Regions from separate parts of the Zea mays genome. Here region 2 is linked to region 1. The links are chromatin contacts, called in public Hi-C maps. All regions are on one chromosome and are shown on one strand. The core of a region is the stretch at or near the end of the contact, and the rest is flanking DNA. Distances in the headings are between cores, read along the strand shown. Region 1 holds the start of LOC103640699. Region 2 holds the start of LOC100383957.

Evidence for each region. A called contact is a pair of places that touch in the nucleus more often than the background predicts.
Region 2: a contact with region 1 is called in a Hi-C map of endosperm, with 2.4 times the contacts expected there. The contact joins the promoter of LOC100383957 here to the promoter of LOC103640699 in region 1. A contact is called at or near these places in 3 of 25 Hi-C or Micro-C datasets (ear, endosperm and tassel).

Annotation. Positions count from the first base shown.
Region 1 is chr10:2,715,559-2,718,581 of Zm-B73-REFERENCE-NAM-5.0, forward strand. It overlaps LOC103640699, which reads left to right and starts at 1,572. Exons shown (of 1, transcript XM_020545637.3): 1 at 1,572-3,023. The coding sequence starts at 2,954.
Region 2 is chr10:3,536,075-3,539,097 of Zm-B73-REFERENCE-NAM-5.0, forward strand. It overlaps LOC100383957, which reads left to right and starts at 1,600. Exons shown (of 3, transcript NM_001176574.1): 1 at 1,600-1,912; 2 at 2,012-2,134; 3 at 2,836-3,023. The coding sequence starts at 1,644.

The sequences.
Region 1 (3,023 bases), core at 322-2,821:
GTCAACCCATTGCTTACCTTAGCAAAGCCCTAGGAGAAAAACATGCCCAAACTCTGCAGATTTGCTCACTTCTTTCCTATCAAGCACCCATAGGTACCTCTACTGTTGCTCAAGTTGCCATGGACAACATCGTCAAATTACATGGTGTTCCCAACTCTGCTTTGGCTGGTAGAGACACACAATCTTTCTCAGTGTTTCAGCTGTACATGGTCAGCCTCTTACCCTGAGCACAGCCATATACCATGCCCAAACCGATGGGCACACAAAGAGGGTCATTAATTGTTTCAGATATATTATCACAAACCAGTGTATGGTTCTCATTCACTGTCGCTGTCCATCATTTCTTGTAGCTAGATGTAGCTAGTGCTGCCTTTTCATCCTTTGACCACTATACGCGCAACCCACACGCTATGAAGAAAGTCTTTAATCAAAGCCCATATGAAGTAGTAATAAGTGGCAAACTATGTTGCGTATGTCACGGCCAAAACATCATCGCGTCATGATGAAAAGGGAGTACTGATGCTGCGCACAAGCTACTACCTTCACTCTACAGCAAAATCAGAAGAAAAAAAAACAACAACCATGCTGGACTGATCTTACAACAACAACCATGGATGGTGGTCTTAATAAGGCCTCGTTTGGCAGGGCTCCGGCTTCTCTAAAACTGACTCCGGCTCTGGCTTCTCTTCAAAAACAGCTTCTTTATAGGAGTTAGTTTTTTTAACAAGTCGTTTGGTAAAACGGCTCCTCTTAATACAAGAGAAGGAGAGTGTGAGAAGAAGCCCGCTAGGAGCCTTTTTTTTGCTCGACTCCTCTGTATAAAAATGGCTCCAGCTCATCGATGCTTTTTATTGGGAGCTCTTTTTTGAAACCGTTTGACTAGGCTCCTACAAGAGCCAGAGTCGGTTTGGGAGCCCTTCCAAACAAGCCCTAAGTCAATCAACAAATAGCACAATGCTTCTGGGTGGAAAGTAGACTTAGATCCCGTTTGGCACGACTCCGACTCCTCTAAAAATGACTCCGTCTCTGTCTTATCTTCAAGAACAACTCCTTTATAGGGGCCGATGTTTTTTAACAAATCGTTTGGCAAAACGATTCCTCTTGACGCGAGAGAAGGGCTCCGGCTCCTCTCTATAAAAAATGGTTTCGGCTCCTCGGTGCTCTTTGTTGGGAGCTCTTTTTTTTAGACCGTTTGGGAGGGCTCCTCCAAGAGGCGGAACGAGAGCCCTCCCAAACAGGTCCTTAGTTATGTTCGTAGCCTTACAATTAAGGCCCCGTTTTGCACGGCTCTGGCACCTGTAAAAATGATTTCGGCTCTAGCTTCTCTTCAAACCAGCTTCTCTATAGGAGCCAGTGTTTTTTAACAAATCGTTTGGCAAAACGGCTTCTTTTGACATGAGAGGAGGGGAGTGAGAGGGGGAGTCGCTAAGAGCCAATTTTTTTGCTCCGGCTTCTCTCTGTAAAATGGCTCTAGCTCCTCGGTGCTCTTTGTCCGGAGCTATTTTTTGAGACCGTTTGGGAGGGCTCCTCGAAGAGCCGGAGCCACGGTGCTCTTTGTCCGGAGCTATTTTTTGAGACCGTTTGGTAGGGCTACTCAAAAAGCGAGAGCCAGTTTAGGAGCCCTCTCAAACAGGCCCTAATTCTATTTCGCTATAAATAATTGTTTTCCTATGCGAATCCAAACGGGAGGTTACTTTGGTAGACTAATTTTTGTAGCTGATGTAATAAAAAGTTGTTAATAAATGACACGAGGATAGAGACCGTTGTTATTAGTCCTGTCCAGTCCCAAAAGTACGAAATCCATATATATACGTTAGTAAAGACAGCCCTGAAAGTACTCATGACTCACGAGAGCTTTCACTGTCCAGCGGGGACACATCCGTGTGGTCCCACTTTCCAGCGAAAGAGACGCTCTCTTCTTCCGAGCCGTGTCGCATCAAGTCCTTCAGTAAGCCTAGACGTTGGAGCTGCAGCGGCTGGAGGAGGCGGCAAGCACACGGGCCCACATGCCATCCAGTGTTCCAGCTGCTGCTGCTGCTCGTACCAAGGCATGATCAGTACTCTACTAGAGCAAAGGTGTGTGTAGCTAGCTGCCTGGACGTTGCAGCGCTGGAGGAGGCGGCGGCAAGCGCACGGGGGGGCCCACATGCCATCCAGCGTTCAGAGAAGCTTCACATGCAAAAGGGCCCCTCCGAAGAATCCAAACGTTACGAAAAGGCCCGTGCCCCCGTGAGATGACAAAGCGGCAAACGGCGTGCCTCCACCCACCCACACACACACACTGACAAACGACCCCCCTCGGTATTCTCCAATCCCCAAACCCTCGTCGACGCCGTCGTCTTCACTGTTCAGTCCCCCCCACAGCCCCACTCCCTTCACTCTCCTCCCCTCCACCGTCGCCGTCATTCCATTCGTGGGGGGCGCATTACTTCTGCGGTTCTGCGCCCCGTCCCGAATCCCTGTAGCGTCCACCTTCTCCCTCCCACCGCCCGGATTCCGCAAGACTGAGAGCAGCGCTCGCTCGCCTCCTCCCAATCTCCGCATCGTTTCTGTCCAGGTCGGCGGCCCGATTTGTTGCCGGGCGTCGTCCTCGCCCCCGCCCTGCCTGCCACTCCTCGTAGGACTCGGTCCTGTCCGGACTCCCGCTCCACCTGTCCCCTCCTCGCTTCCATCGCCATTGCCGCCCTCATTTTGCCCCCCTCCCGCTCGAAGCCGCCTGCTGCTTTGGACCGTGCCGAGCGGGGCGGCGTAAATGCCCGCCCGTGCAGAGGATCCCAGACAGCCTTCTCCGCCCCCAAACCCCGTCCTTGTTTCCCACCAATTAGGAGCAGGGGAAGGTTCTCGCACGCGTGCCCATCCTACCAACGGCCAATTCCAGATGCGGAGGGCGTCCTGACTCCACCTGCCAAGCTCCGGCCTCTGCTCTGCTCCGCCCCGCACCCCACCCGCCGACATGGGCTTCTTGATCTGCCGCGTCTGCCTCCTCCAACTGCTGCTCCTCCTCCTCCTCGCCTTCACCTCCT
Region 2 (3,023 bases), core at 350-2,849, 820 kb after region 1:
CTTTTGTACTCCTTGGATTCTTCTTTTTAGCTTCCTAACTAGACCTCCCCAGCTCACTTTTATCTCTTGTAATTACGTCGCGTTGTAATTTTACATTATTAATAAAAATTTTACAACAAGGGTTCCCCCTCCTGATATTTCAAAAAAAAAAGAAACTCGAAATTTTCTACATGGACGACATGTCATCTACATCTAAACATATTCTTGTCGATCTTAGGATGCACGGAACTGGCGTCTGTTGGCGTGAAAGCAAGGCGTGACCACATCTGCAACTTTGGCACCATGAGGACTTATAGTACAAAATACACTAGCAAAAAAAAAAAATCAAACTGCCCACATCTTGTTTTATTGTATAATCTGATAGATAAGGCAATTATGGTTCTTTGCTACCATTTGTACTGATTCTGGCCTGTATACAGGTAAGGTAACTGATTAAAACTAGCAGAAGTGTAGATGCAATTCCCCATTTCCTTTCACATGATAATTTTTTTTTGTTGATTTGATTAAAAATATCTGATTAGGCCCAGCAAGCTTATTGATTGTTCAGTAAGTTCAGTGTCTTTCAAACAGTACCTGTTGATGCTACAACTATGTCTTTTGCATTTTTCATTTATTTCTAACAGTGAATGACCAACCTTCTTGTGACAATGAGACTGGTATTGCTCATACTTATACATGTAATTTTGTACTTGAAGGTTTCTATATTGAGCCCCTAGGGAGTCCAGTCTGCATATTTTATAAACTTGAAGTCTGAATATGAATGTGTCCATACACCTCAACGTTCATGGGCGCACTAGGAAGGCCAGGACGTAGTAGCCGCTATTGGCTTGGTGGGTGGATGACTAATGCTGGAGTCTAAAACACAACTGGAGTGGAGTGGAGTGTAGTGGCATCAGGCCCACGGAGGGTCGTTGTGCTACACATGGGCCTGGGCACCGGGGAGCACAGGACATGATGGGGACCATTATTCATTACGAGGGACCACCACTGGGATCAGTAGCAGGGTCGTGCAGTACGTGTTTGGGACCATATTTTTTCTGCGGTGCCGGTCAAAGGACACCAAACGCCCCCGTGAGACGGGAACGACGATTGGCTTCAGTTCAGCGTTCTCCGAAAAGCTACTACTACTTTCGTTCGTTCATAAATATACGATGCCAGTAACTCTTATTTTTTTAAAAAAAAACTTTGACTACTCTTATTAAATTAATCTTGAGTTATTATTTACATTTGTTGTGAATTGTTTTATTAATTGAGGGTCATAGATTGATGTGCGTCCTGCCTGCCGTCCTCCAGTGCGCCCTAGTCAACGCGGAAGGAAGTCGTCTTCTCTCCTCCATACAGATATACAGTGTACGGGCGACTGTACGATGAAGAAGATGGACAGCAGAAGAGGTAGCGGTAGGTAACCAGGCATGCATACGTCATGGTGCTGACGCCACCGGTGTGCACGTAATTCAGGACCGGCACATCGATCGAACTGGGGCGCGGCTGCGCTGGCGTTCAGTGATATGATGCCTTCCGTAGTCCCGCTCTCTTTCTCTTCTTCTTTATAAATGCCACCAGAGCCAGCTAGCTAGCTAATTAAACAAGCCAAGCGCACTGTGTTCTTCCCTGCAGGGTCCTGGGCTGGGCTGGCGCTGGCGATGGCGCTAGTATTAGGGCGGGAGGAGGAGCTCCTGGCGCAGCTCCGCGCGCTACTGACGTTCCTACCACCTCCTGCGTCGCCCCCGGCGCCGGCGGCTCCCGTTAAGGTGGAGTCCATCATGGGCACTAGTGGCGGCGGACGACGACTGGGGAGCAAGAGAGACCGGGACGACGACAGCGAAGCCGAGGCCGAGCAGCACGGCGACGAACCTGCGGCTGCGCAGCCTCACTATTGTCCTCATCCTCCTCCTCCCTGCAAAAGGACGAGGTGCGTGCGTGGTGATTGTCCATCCATGCATGCAAGCAGTCTTATTATATTATTCCTTCGATCTCGATGATGCATGACTGATGGTGCTGCTGCCTGCAGGAGGAGGAAGAATAAGAAGAAGCGGCAGCAGAGCAAGTGCCTTGTGACGACAGTGCCCGACTTCGACGGGTACCAGTGGAGGAAGTACGGGCAGAAGCAGATCGAAGGTGCCATGTACCCCAGGTATATATCCATCTCCTCCTTCTTCTTACATACTGTACGCAGTGAATAATAACAACAAAACATTAATTAGTATTCCTTCGTACATTTATTTGCATGTAGTGAGTAGTTCGTTCGTCAAACGAAGAAAACGGTTCCGAGAATAATCTCGATCGATCGAGATGCGCTGTCCAATCATTTTCGCTCTTCGTTTTTCATCAGCAGAGCAGAGCTACAGCAGTGAAGTGTTGTAGTTGTAGCTGCTTTCCGAAAACATTAATTTGTTAGGACAAATTTTATTATGCCACCATTTCGCTTCGTATATTTATATATTAAATACTCTCTTCGTTCTTTTTTATTTATCACAATTTAGTTAAAAAAAAGTCCAAGAAATACTTTGTGCGGCATCTGGGTGTGGGCCTGGGTATGCAGCTAGCGGTCCAGTGACACTAGCTAGCTGCAAGCTGCTGCTGGTGGTGGATGCCTAGCTAGCTGATGCTGATGTCCCTACCATCCATCCATCCATCCCTAGGTACTAACCTAATACGACTGTCGTGACACACGTTGTGCCTTGTCTCACTCTCACATGCAATTAAAGAGCGCCATTATATTCACCCATCGATCTCGATCGAGACAGTTTTTACATATGCATGTGTTGCCAAACAACTACTAGTGATTACTGATGTGACCACTAATAAATTATATATATCCGTACGTATTTGCAGGAGTTACTACAGGTGCATACAGAGCGCCAAGCAAGGCTGCCAGGCAAAACGGACGGTGCAGCGCAACGACGACGACGGCGCCACCGCACCCCCAGAGTACACGGTGGTGTACGTGGCGGAGCACACCTGCACGGCCAACGACGACGCGCTGGAGGCCCCGCCGGTCATCCTGGAGACCACCACCAGCG